Linked DNA regions of Macaca mulatta: region 1 is linked to region 2. Evidence: chromatin contacts called from public Hi-C data. All regions are on one chromosome and are shown on one strand. The core of a region is the stretch at or near the end of the contact, and the rest is flanking DNA. Distances in the headings are between cores, read along the strand shown.

Region 1 (6,669 bases), core at 4,131-6,630, 510 kb after region 2:
GGCGCTTCTCTGGCTCCAGCTGATCCGCGACTCCAGGCGGAGGGGGTGGTCTACGGATCAGAGGGGTCAAGGAACAGTGCCAAAGGAGCCACATCCAGCATTGACACAGCAGGGGAAAAATACGTAATATTTTACATGTAGGTCGTTTTTGGAATGCATTTGCTGAAAAACGGATGTTGCTGTGATGCAACAGCGGCAAGAATTGTGCTTTGAAAGCGGTTATGCCTTGACAAATATTTCTCAATCAGTAGATTCCCGACAGTAAATGTAAAATTCTATATCCCCAAATCTCGAAAGAGGTCACAGCAAAAATTAATAGAAGGGGTTGTGATAGGCAGTCTGCCATCCTCATGTCATTTGCGTGTTCTCACACACTTCTGTCATGCCAGTAGCAACAGAGTTATGTACTGGTTGAATTTTGCACAACCAGACAAAATTTAAAATACTGAAAATTGACTATTTTATGGCTATCATCTACCATAGAGGGAGAACCTACTTATTTGCAACGCCTGAAATGCCGGTAACTTGAAAGTTTATTTTAACGTATTGGCCTACAGCTGCCAATTGGCCATGATGACAATGCTGATGATGGCCAGAGCCAATGATTTCAAAGTAACTAACATGTTTCACTTCCATTATACTAAGGCAGATACTGAATAACACAAAGGTGACATTAAAACAGTCACTAACATATTTTACTAAACCAGTTTTAAAGTCTTTATTTCGAAAGACTGAGTTTTTTTCCTAATCTTCAAGGGTTCCTCTTAATGCAGTTTCAAAAGTGGCTACCAAAATCAACCATTTAAATATGAGAATTATTCATTCCCTCCAAATAATGTGAACCAATGCTACAATATATTGCATAAATGTGTACATATACAATTTTTCTTAAAGTTTATACTTAACTTATAATGCAATATAGGGGAGGCTATTAAATTATTTATATTCCCTTAAAATTCTAGACTCTATCAAGCATTTTCCTATTTCCAAAGATTCAACGTTAATTTGAAACTGCTATGTCCAATAATAATCTGTGCATGAATAAACTGCATTTACAGATATATGAAGTAGCTGCTAAGTGAAAGGACATTACCTGGTAATTTGACAGGAAAAGAGTCCACAGACAGTCTGTAAACCAATTAAACATAAACATCTGATGCACATTTTCTACTGAAAGAAAAGCAAGGGAAAGAAGAGAAAGGAAAACTTTAAGGTTCCCAAATCTACAAACAATTTTTACCATTAACTGTACTGTACAGTATTTTCATTTTATTTTTTAGAAAACTTATGTAAAAGTGTTTTTCAGGATTCCTTGGGGGAATAAGTATTTTAGCAGAGGTATATAGTTTCTAAGAGTTACCCTGTTGAATTATGTCAGTGCTTTGGACTTGAAATAAAAATGACTTTTTAAAAGTGTCAGTTCATATCCGAATAGTTTTCAATCAATACACTTAATGAAAAGAGCTGAAGGCAAAGAACAATGGATGTACATGGACCTGAGGTGGATACAGACACACTTAGGGGCCTAGAGGTACAAACTCAGGCTTTATACCATGGAGATGAAGGAGGGTTTTCCATTAAAATATGAAAGCTAATTTATGAAATTTGCCTACCAAAGGAAAATTAAAAGTGTTAAAATACAAGGTACAGGAATAACTTGCTTGCTTAAGTACACTGAATCTTTGATTCTTCAGTTAAATTACCAACAGAAATCCCAACTGTGATAAAGAGCAGGGGATCACAGTCCAGTAACCTACTGAATCGTAAAATTGTCAGGAAAATGAAGTCTGAAACATTTCTGAATGGGTATCTATCTTACTGTTAAATAATTTTTTTTTTTTTTTTTTTTTTTTTTTTTGAGACGGAGTCTGGCTCTGTCGCCCAGGCTGGAGTGCAGTGGCGCGATCTCGGCTCATTGCAAGCTCCGCCTCCCGGGTTCACGTCATTCTCCGTCATTCTCCGGCCTCAGCCTCCTGAGTAGCTGGGACTACAGGCGCCCGCCACCACGCACGGCTAATTTTGGTTTTTTGTATTTTTAGTAGAGACGGGGTTTCAACGTGTTAGCCAGGATGGTCTCGGTCTCCTGACCTTGTGATCCGCCCACCTCAATCTCCCAAAGTGCTGGGATTACAGGCGTGAGCCAATGTGCCCGGCCTAAATAATTTTTTAAGTTTATTAATATTGTGTGTCAATATTACTAGATTTAAATGGTATTATTATTATTGAGGGAAGAAAATCTCTACATTTTTCTCCTTCCCCTTTTTATAAATGTGGATTCAGTGGGTCTTTTTAGGTTCAGATATTATAAAAAAGAAACAGCTCTAATACTGCAATTCATAGGTAACACATTACCACTGAATTCAGTATACTTCCACTATTATTTTATTTTAGTGATACACTTAACTGTAAAATTTTCAGGAGCCACCTTAGGGAATGAAAAGTCTTTCTCAAAATGCTTACTTACCCTCTTCAGTATTAAATATATAAAAATTAACTATTCACTAGTCACAGAATTTTAGTGTTGGATGGGACCTTAGAGATCTTTTAGTCAAGTCTCTACTCTGTCAAAATAGTAATCTCTCATCATGCTTCTACTACCAGGCTTTTTGCCTATGTTTAAACACCTCCAGTGACTCACTATATCTCATAAAAAGGCTCCTCTTTTCAAAAAAAGTTCAAATGTTTAAAACATTCTTTTATTATGCCAGAATCTACCTCCTTGTTGTTTCCATCCATTACCCTTAGTTCTTCAGCACTTTGGATTAATTCAACAGATATCTTCTTTGTATCCAAATGCAAACAGTTAATATTTATACTTGGGTTAACAAAAAAAATATTTTTAAAGCCTATTCATACTAGAAGAGTTGAAAATAGGACATGACAGAGCTAAAGGCATGAGAAAATGCACCATTAATTGTGTCTGCTTAATTACACCTTGTTATTTATTAATGTGATATCCAAAACAGTAGTTCTGTTGAAATTGTGTATAAAATCTTTAAACTAAAAAAGTGTGGTGAATTCCAATTTTATGTGAGGTTTGTGATTAATGTCCCAAAACAAAAAACCACTATAGAAAGCCTGAATAAATGCCTCTTCAGCTCCTATTGCCCACCTAAAAGCTGCCTTATTTTCGGGCAAACTAACATTAATTTTTATGACATTAAGCTACTCAAAACTCCTATTATATTGATAAATCATTTGTAAGCAATTTACTGAATCTTCTATTCAAAATTATTAAACAATTCTATAGAGGCTATAAGGCGCACGCACACACAAACCCCTCAGTTATTATTATGCTTTTAACAAAAGCATTTAGTATCACAATCTTACTTCAACCAGTACCTTAAACGAACCAATGAACAAACTTCTTCAGCAATTTACATATACCTAAGAAATATAACCTTTTATTCAGTACCAACACCTGATTCAAATACAAGTAACATATATATATATCATATATAAACCTGTTATGCAATCCAAAAAGGTACCTCTCAAAATGCACCAAGAAAATACTGTATTTATAACAGTTTAGCCTCTGGGGTTAGCTGATTGAAATAGATTAATACAACACATCCAAAACTAAAAAATTCTGTATCTAACAATTTTCAGGGTCCATGAGTCTCTTTTGAGATTAGTTTATAAACTATTTCCTGAAATTTTTATTTAAAAGCAACAGCCTACACTATGCCTTTATGATGTGGTGGTAAAATTGTATGGATAATTACTAATTTGGTTGAAAATTCCTAAATCTAAAAAACTTAGCCTATTACATTTAGAAGCCCCACATCTATAGTGACAATCAGCATCATCTTTTCATTAGTCTCATTTTTTATTATTAATGCCACTCTAAAACACTTATGTAGGCTTTTGGTTCTTCAAATAACAGTTTTGGATTTTCTTTTCATAAGTTTTACACAGTTCTATCCAGTGGCCCCATTTTATCAGTATATTACAAACTGTATGTTTATGGTTCTTACATTGATGACATGTTATTTTTATCTCACCCAAATTCTGGAAATTTTTGGCCCATCAATTCTCAAACACTGGAACATATAAGAAGAGTAATATAATCTCACATTACTTGAGGGAGTTTGGCTTTTCCCTCCCTTAATCTCCAAGCGTACCCCTGCCTACCAGCATCACATCCGTCTTGTCTGCATTGAACCTCAACCAGTTGGTTCTTAACCACGTCCGAAACTCAGCCAGGCACTGGGAGAATCGAGCGACCACACCATCTGGATCAAAGGAAAGAGAGCCTCAGTAGCAAGGAGACAGAAACGAGATACAAGCTCACCATCTACCGTTTCACATGTTTAAAAAGATGGTCGGGAATTAGGACAAGGATCCCATGACAATTTTAGAAAAACATTTAATGAGCCTTAAGTCATGCAATTTGCAACCAATGGTAAAGGAATAAAAGCGACCCAATAAATAGGTCGCCTCATTCCACCCATGAGTGAAGAAGATTCAGTCAACTCCGGGTCATCTCGGTGAAGCGGCCTCAATAGCCAAGTCAATCTTGTAATTACGTAAGTTCTTCTGCAGAAATACAGAATTCTAGCGTTGGAGGAAGCTTTAAATAGGGAAAACTGAAGCCCAGAGAGGGATAGTGACTCGCTCAAGGTCACACAGCATGCAGGGACCACACAGGCTCCAGGCCAGGGACCTAACCACTACAAGCTGAAACAACAAGACTAAAGAGCGGCAAGCATCTGTCCCAAGGGATCCTCCCACGCGCTAGGAGGACCTCATTTCCTCACAGTAATACCCTATTCGAGTCTCTCCTCCCTCCCTGACTCCATTCGAAAAGGGCAGGTTGGCCCAGGGCGCTGCTCACCATAAAGGCTGCAGTGCAAGCGGGAGCCTCCTGGGACTGGGACACAAGTGAGGGAAATACAGGAGAAAGAGGCGGAGCCACAGCGGGTGGTCAGCTTAGCCCCACCCCGACTGGGATCAGGGACCGAAGCGAACGGGGCGAGGCGAACTCACTCCGCAGCGGATTCCCAGCGCGCCGCCGCCACCGCGAAGGCAAAAGGGCGGCGCTGGGAGGTAGTGGGCGGTGGCGGGGAGGGAGCTGCGCATGCGCCTTCGGCCGCCGACGGCGAGCAAGCCAGGCGCGTTCTGAGGCAGCCCCTCCCCGGAAGTTAAGGGTCTTCCGGGCGGTACACTGCTGTGGGGGAGGGGAAGGAGAGAAAGGGGACTGAGGACACCTCAGGAGCCCCTCATCCCAAACTGGAACAGAAGGGGAAAGATGGCTTGTGGAGGCTGCACTTACAGCCGCTGCCGCTGCTGCCGCCGCCACCTTCGCTGCTGCCGCCACCGCCTGAAGAAGCCCCATCCATCCGCCTGCAGCCGGGAGACTCAGAGCCTGGGAGGGGCCTGAGGCCCGGGCCGCCCGCCTCCTTCTTCTAGTCGTCGTCCGGAGCTTCCTCCTGCTCCACCAACCCTCTGCCCTCCCCTCCGCCTCCGCCCTCCTCCTCGGCCTCGTGCCGCCAGCCAACCGCGCGGCCGCTTGTTGAGCCAGAGCTCCACCGTCGCCATGACGCCCGGCAAACATTCCGGATCCTCGGCCCGAACCGCCAACGCAGGGGCTTGGAGGTACAGGGACTTCAGAGGCGGCCAGAAAAGGGGTGGTGGACCACTCCCCAGCTGGTCGCCACCATGCCAGTCTCTCCGGCAGGCAGTCACAAGCAGCAGAACTTCAGGTTGTAAGTTCCGGCGTTAAAACCGTAGTCCATCCCCCTGGGTCCCGGAGGGAGCCCTTCTATTAATAGATATTTCTGGATTTGGAAAGGGCCGTACCCCAACTGGGTTCATTCTCTAGACCTCGAAGCGCCCAGGCGACAAATGGCTCCTTTATCGACCTACCACAGTCTTTAAAAAAAATCTCTACTGGGCCGGGCGCGGTGGCCCACGCCTGTAATTCCCAGCACTTTGGGAAGCTGAGGCGGTTGGATCATCTGAGGTCAGGAGTTCGAGTCCAGGCTGGCTAACATGGTGAAACCTGGTCTCTACTAAAAATACAAAAAGTTAGCCGGGCCTGGTGGCACATGCCTGTAATCCCAGCTACTTGGGAGACTGAGGCAATTGCTTGAACCCGGGAGACGGAGGTTGCAGTGAGCCGAGATCGTGCCATTGCTGCCTGAGCAACAGAGCGAGACTCTGTCTAAAAAATAAAATAAAATAAAATCTCTACTGCTGTGCTTGCTCTGTGAGAAAAGACCTGGTTTGTTTAGAACCATCCTTCCTCCTAGCACTTCTAGTTTGTTAAGGCCTGCAATCTCTCAAGCTTGATGCCTTCATGCTGTGCCCAGACGTTCAAGAGCCTCAGCTTCTGTGAGCCACCAGGCCAAACATTGCTGTGCTCTGTAGTAGAGGTATTTTATTGTCCTCTACTCAATACCATCTTACCTTAAAACTAATTCCTGCTTCCAGCATTCTACTGTTATGCATCAGTTGGACAAGACTGGAGAAAAGCACACAGCTATGTGGACTTGTCTTTAAATGGTTCCTTAGTACTGCCCATAATACTGTCCACTAAGTTCCTCCAAAGTTCCTTAATTACTTGTTTTCTCTTCCCCTCTCCAATCTCCTCCACCTCAGCTAATCTTTCTTCAGCGGAACTTGTTGAGAGTTCTTGGGAGAGAACCTTGCATTCTCTCTCGAATA
Region 2 (6,657 bases), core at 1,806-4,305:
GGGTGGATCACTTGAGGTTGGGAGTTCAAGACCAGCCTGGCCAACATGGTGAAACCCTGTCTCCACTAAAAATACAAAAAGTTAGCCGGGCGTGGTGGCACACGCCTGTAATCCCAGCTAATCCGGATGCTGAGGCAGGAGAATCACCTGAACATGGGTAGAAAAAAATGTAGTACAGCAATTGTTAATTATTACTATTATTTATAGCAACAATAACAGGGGGTTGAGATTATGAAGAAATGGATGAAAGCAAGTTGTAATGTGGCTGAGAACTGAATATTGCATTAGGATCCTGAAAGTAAATGAAGGCAGGAAGAAGGAGATATATAATATTGTTTCTCCATTTCGTTAACATCAGGCAACTACATTGGATATTTAATCATGGTTTTCAGCATTTATTGCTAGAAAACCCTTCAGAGAGGCTTGTTGTAGATAAGACTGTTAAGTTTCATGAGTATTTTTCAGAGAAGAAGATGTGATTCAAATATTGCTACAGAGAGATGACATTTTAGGCCACATGTCTAATCAGTGATACCGCCTGACACTTGTCGCTTTTATAAATCATGCCTTTAATTTGAATACTAGTGTCTGCCGGGAAATTTCTCTTCCCTTGAGGATTATTTGGCTGATGTTTTCCTAGTGAGAGTAGCAAGAACTTTTAGAATTTTAATATTTAATATTAAGAAATTAATATTTCAACTTTGTAGAATAAAGGAAACTGAAAATAACTAGTTATAAAATAACGATTGAGAGATGTAAAAGACCATCTTGAGCTTTATTTGTATACTTTAAAAATGGACTTTAAAACTTTTCAGAAATATAAAAGATTCTCCCCTTTTCTTCAAATGCTTATTCATAACATTTTTATGTAATCTTAATAGGTAAATTCTCTGAGGAGCATAAATGAACCTCATAAATTCATAGCCGAAAATTTCTCTAAGTGTAGCTTATTTTCAAATATTCTTATTATAATAATGCTTGGTGGTCACGAAGATCTGTCTGAGCAAACCAGAAATCTGTAATGGAGGAAAAAAATGACTAACAACAGGCCTGCTCCAGCCCCCGATTGTGGCAGGAGTAGTTAACTTACTTAAGCTCTTTGTTTTCATTTTCTTCATCTTAAAACAGAAGTAATAACCTTTTTTGGGGGGGGGTATGGAGTAATAACTTTCTTATAGAGCTGATGTAAGGTTTAAAGGAGATCACATACGTAAAGTGCACCAAGCACATACTAAAACATCACATTTTGGCTATGAATATCGTTACTGTGGCCGTGGCCAGAAAGAGGTAAGAAGGGGAGCTTTCACAGATGTCTCAAAGATGCAGATAGTCTCAAAGATGCAACAGCCCGTGAAGAGAGAGGATCTGTCAAAATGTGGAGATCTTCTACATTGCACTTGAGCTATTTCGAAAAGGTGGGAAGAGTATGGTCAAAAGCTCCTTGTCTTGGTAGGTGCCACAGAGCCAGAGCCTGTGAAAGAGAGGATGAGATAGGGGGTGTGTTTGAGGTTGGGGTGGGTAGGACTGAGGCAGCAGGGAAGTAAGTGGCTCTGAAGAGTAGGGGAGGATTGAGAAATAAGAAAACCAGGAGGTTTGCTGCCACATGTATGTAATATGACTCGTGTCTTCTATTTTCCCTGCTAAGGAATTGATTTAAAATCTGCTCGGAAATTGATGATTACATTCCGCCATGTTACATACCCTGACACACAACCATGTTTAAATCATATCGGAAACTTAAACATTGGACAGCTTTCTATCAGTGCAGAGTCTGAATTAAAGAGCTGATGTCCGGTCTCCTAGTGGAGGTAGAAGGCTGGGCTAATACCTGTCACTAGCACTTACAGAGGTGTGAATTTGGTAAATCATTTCATCTCTGAAGTGGTTTCAGCATTTGTGAAAAGAGGCAACTATTTGCCTAACACAATGTTGAGTTCAAGGTTATTCATAGCTCCTGCCAGAGATGCATTTGCTATTTTGTGTTAATGGAAAAGGATTTAAAAATTATGATATATTTAAACACGGTGCTACCAAATGTGCTTAAAATGCATTCAAACTGTATTCTTTTAATGAACTTTAATATTCTCAACTAGTATCAATGCTTTGTTATTATTAAGTATTGACTTCAATATTTCCCACCCCTCACCGCAACTCCTAGCACACACGCACTCGAAATGCTCTAAAATGGTATTTATTGAGCGCATGTGACTAACACCACAGCCACCTAAGCCCTGACTTGCCGGACACGAACGGACAATTAATTGGAATGACTGTAACAGCGTTTCTGTAAACAGTGCTTCCTAGCGGCTTGCCCAGTGTCTAGCGCTGCACAGTCAGGAGTTAACCACTCCTACGACACCGGCCGCCACACGGTGAGAAGCCCGGGAAAGACGCGCCACACTCCCATGTGATAGTTTCACTTGTCTTTTTGGTTAGTTCTGCTACCCTAGTTCACGTCCCCGCGAGAGGAAACGTATTCCACCTCACATTAGACAGAAGAGCCTCGATTCACCGTGGAGCCTGACAAAAGGGCACTCCAGCGACTGAGCTGCTCGGACTTGGCACAGGCAGGGTCCAGCCTACTCGCTGCCGGCGCGGCGTCTCAGCAACACCCCCTCCCCCGGAAGTTTGTGCGTCTCAGATGTAAGGTCTGGGAGTCACCTTGACCCTTCCCGGAGCGGTGGGGAAAGTTAGCCTGAGCCCGAGGGAGCGTGAGTGAAACCAAAGAGCACTTTCGCGAGTCAGCTACGCCGTCACGTTTTTCTGGTTTCAGGGTAGCTGAAGACCTACAGAGTTTAAGGGCGACCAGAGCAGGTGGCAGGACTCCGCCCACCACCACGCTTCCCCTCCTTCAGCTCGCACGCTTCACTCCCTTCTTGGGGTCCCGCCTCTCGGGCGCGCGCGAAGAGTTGTCGCGCGGTGCATCCTGGGAATTGTAGTCCCAACGCAGGGAGTCGCCTCAGGAGAAACTACTCTGGCCTACACACCCCACAGTGCCTTGCGGCGCTGGCCGCTCCCGGATGTGTGCCTGGCGCCGGAAGAGAAGACGGCCCCCCTCTCTCGGCCCGGCCATCTTGTGGGAAGAGCTGAAGCAGGCGCTCTTGGCTCGGCGCGGCCCGCTGCAATCCGTGGAGGAACGCGCCGCCGAGCCACCATCATGCCTGGGCACTTACAGGAAGGCTTCGGCTGCGTGGTCACCAACCGATTCGACCAGTTATTTGACGACGAATCGGACCCCTTCGAGGTGCTGAAGGCAGCGGAGAACAAGAAAAAAGAAGCCGGCGGGGGCGGCGTTGGGGGCCCCGGGGCCAAGAGCGCAGCTCAGGCCGCGGCCCAGACCAACTCCAACGCGGCAGGCAAACAGCTGCGCAAGGAGTCCCAGAAAGACCGCAAGAACCCGCTGCCCCCCAGCGTTGGCGTGGTTGACAAGAAAGAGGAGACGCAGCCGCCCGTGGCGCTTAAGAAAGAAGGTAAAGCAGGGGCAGAATGTGGGGGAGACTGGGATGGAGGGAAGGAGCGAGAGGGCTGCCGGCTACCACTTGTTTCTGGAGCTCCGAGGGTCCGCGGGAGACTTTGCCGCCTATTTCCTCACGTTTCTTCACGCGACAAAAGCCAGGTCCTGCGAAGGTGCCAGGAGCGTGGTAGCCCCAAGTTGAAGCCACCGCCGGCGAGGCTCTCGGAGCCACCCCCTTCCCGCCTTAGGTTGTGAGCGGAGGAGCGTGGTCGGAGATGAGCTGCTCCTCGAGCGCGCTCGGGGTCCGGGGAGGCTGTTGCCTTCCCGCCGGATTCCTTGGCGGGCGAGCGCATGGACTGAGGTGCGGGGAAGCCGGCCGCTCACCGACGCTTGCCGTAGTTACGGAGGGGCTCGGGGTCCATCGCTGCTTACTGCGCAGAGCTGCTCCTTTGAGGTGCTGTTGTTTCAGGCTCCTGTCCTGCCATCTTGTCCCACGACGGCGCGGAGTATCCCCGCCGAAAAGCAGGGGGTCGTTCCAGGCCATCGGACGTGTGGAGTCAGCCGCAGGTTGGGGTGCCGCGTGTGCTTTATTGTTTCTCCTCCACCTCTCAACTGTTAGGACTTTCTCAGAACTTGCTGGGGTGAGTTGAGCTGTTGGGAAATGGAGGAGTTTGGCCACACTCGACTAAGCAGAAGCGGGAATTATGAATGAAGACTGGTGATCGCAGGACGTCCCGAGGAAAGTCCTCGAGTCACGATCCTCTCTCTCTCGACTCCCCAAACTGAGTCTTTCACATGGTGGACTCTGGGCCTCGTGGGTAAAGTGAGTGCAGAGGCTGTCACAGCGTTAGTCGCAGCAGAGCTCTTTAGAGTCTGCAGCTTTTTTTTTCCCCCTCCACATGTGCGTGAAGCATGGTGAGAGTTTCACTGGCGGTTAATAGTTGCTTCCAGGGCACTGTGAGTTTCACAGGATTGTCTTGATTTTTGCATTCTCATTACCAGTTTGTTACGGATGAAAAAGAGCAAGTAGTTCGAAGATAAGAACGTGCATGATCAATAGCAAGCAGGTGTCGGACCTAAGGTCTGAATCTTTAAAGCTGTATTTATATGTTGAAAGTTGAAATTACCCCTTCCTGCCACGTGCTTCTCTGAAAGGAGTTCTCATTAGCTTTTGTTGACTTCTGTGACATTCAACTAATTTTGAAAATCAAAACAATTTCCTCGTGGTGGGATTTGTTTTAGGAGGTTTATTGGTTTTTGTGGTTTTTTTTTTTTTTTTTTTGAGGACTTTTATGAGGCTTAGAATGAAGAACCTCGGTCCTAGGTGGTGAATGAAAGAAAATAATTCTTGTGGTAAAATTATAGGTTGAGGAGAAACACAGTTGGAGTATTAGAAAGCATGTACATCACTTAGGCCAAGTATCTCTTCAGCCAATTAAGCTTTATGGCAATCTAACACACCTAAATAAATCATTTAATTCGTGTGTTAAGTAACGCTGACTTGTGTAATTATTTAAACTATGCTTAAGCTTAAGAAAGTAAACCAAAAAGTTGAGTCTGACGAATAGTGTGTACCAGGTAGATGTGTTCACTCATTTTGAATGTTCAAAACATGAAGCATGTTTAAATGCCTGAGTTATTTTGATCATGAAGCCCATCTAAGAAATAAGCTCTTACCTGAAAAGTATTTTAAGTGACAAATGTGGGGAATGATTTCATGAAGTTAGAACTAAGACTTAAGTTCACCATTCAATAAGTCTTTCCATGGGAAAACTATTCCATATTAGCAATCAACATTTTCCTTAGGTCAGTATTTCAGAGCACTCTTATTAAGTTGCATAAAATACAAGCATGTAAATACAGGAAAAGTGTTGAATGGACAATACCCGTTTTGAGATTCTACTGTCCTATTTACTGGGAATATATCTGTAAACAAAATCCCTGCAGATAGTAGGAAGGTTAACCTGATTGTGTTCTGTGGTTTTGACAACACATTGTGACATAATGCTTGACATACTTTAGACAGATATTTAATGTTTATGTTTTATGAATTAATTTTGTAGCTTCTCTTGCCCATTTGAAGAACTTGAGAATTGATAGCAGAATGTCATTGAGAGTGTAGACCAGGAATTTTCTAAAACAGAATGGATGCCTGAAACTAGTGCAGTTAATGAGCTTGCAGGTTATACATAAGTATATCAAAAGAAGCTTGCATTTTTAAATGTCAGTCTTTTTCATTAGGTGAGTTTAATCTAAGTTTCTAAGATTCTGTAAGCTTAATATTGATATTGGGTGGGGACGCCAACTATTGTTCACTTGGGTGTGTGTGGCTTGGATATTATTGCAAGGACTGGCTCCTTAACTCCACCCCAGTACACTTTATTACTGATGACATTTATTTAAATACCTTGGTGTAAGGTCTAACATTTGTAGTCTGTCTTGTATTTGCTGGGAATGAACTTCAAAATTCTATTGAAGAGACTGATAGTTACTGTTTGGCTCCAGTTACAGGCAATTGAACAATTGGGTGTGTCCTGATGGTGTTCTACTTTCTTAGAACCAAAGTGAAGCAGCTTAAAATCTTGTAAAACCAATTCCTCAGCTGCTTTATGACTTTGTCAGAAATTGGGAATTAGAGCATACCAACAATCTTAAAGTCATTAATTTAATCATCCATCTATTGATCCTTAAGGGCACTAGTAATTTACATTGGTTGCCTTTGTGGGGTTTCAAACATTACAGGAAAAGCAGTAAAGGGGGAAATTAGTAAATGCTTCAGCTATCACTTAGTGTCACAAGTTTCTTATTTCTTACATACTGCTTAAAAGGGGTCTTATGTGTGTGGATTTGGTTTTTAAAGATTATTTGACAATAAAGATAGTTGTTAGGGCAGATTTTTTAGAGGACTGTCTCCATGCATAATAAGTAACTGTTTCCTAACTTGGAAGTACTTAGAGATGTGGGAGTGTGTACAAACATATATACACTTACATGCTATAAATTTTTAAACTGTTTAATAGGGGAAGATGGCCCTTTTTGTGTGCCTGCAGTTGAGACTAAAAGATGACACTTTCTGGTTAAATGGCTGTTTTAAACTGAGGTGATGTTCTCTAATAATCCTAAATGCCATATTTTCCTTTCAGATTTGTGATTCCATAGAATTATGAGTCTTAATTGCTTTTTTGTTTTTTCAGATTAGATAG

Evidence for each region. Hi-C and Micro-C count contacts between places; a contact is called where the count stands out from the background.
Region 1: a Hi-C map of liver shows a contact between it and region 2, with 6 times the contacts expected there. The contact joins the promoter of MIER1 here to the promoter of SERBP1 in region 2. A contact is called at or near these places in 2 of 14 Hi-C or Micro-C datasets (fetal cortex germinal zone and liver).

What each region holds. Positions count from the first base shown.
Region 1 is chr1:173,687,827-173,694,495 of T2T-MMU8v2.0, forward strand. It overlaps MIER1 (MIER1 transcriptional regulator), which reads right to left and starts at 5,381. Exons shown (of 15, transcript XM_077954509.1): 1 at 5,276-5,381; 2 at 4,135-4,235; 3 at 1,094-1,128. It overlaps DNAI4 (dynein axonemal intermediate chain 4), which reads left to right and starts at 5,518. Exons shown (of 18, transcript XM_015141821.3): 1 at 5,518-5,621; 2 at 5,624-5,708. The coding sequence starts at 5,540.
Region 2 is chr1:173,176,066-173,182,722 of T2T-MMU8v2.0, forward strand. It overlaps SERBP1 (SERPINE1 mRNA binding protein 1), which reads left to right and starts at 3,056. Exons shown (of 8, transcript XM_015142018.3): 1 at 3,056-3,470. The coding sequence starts at 3,158.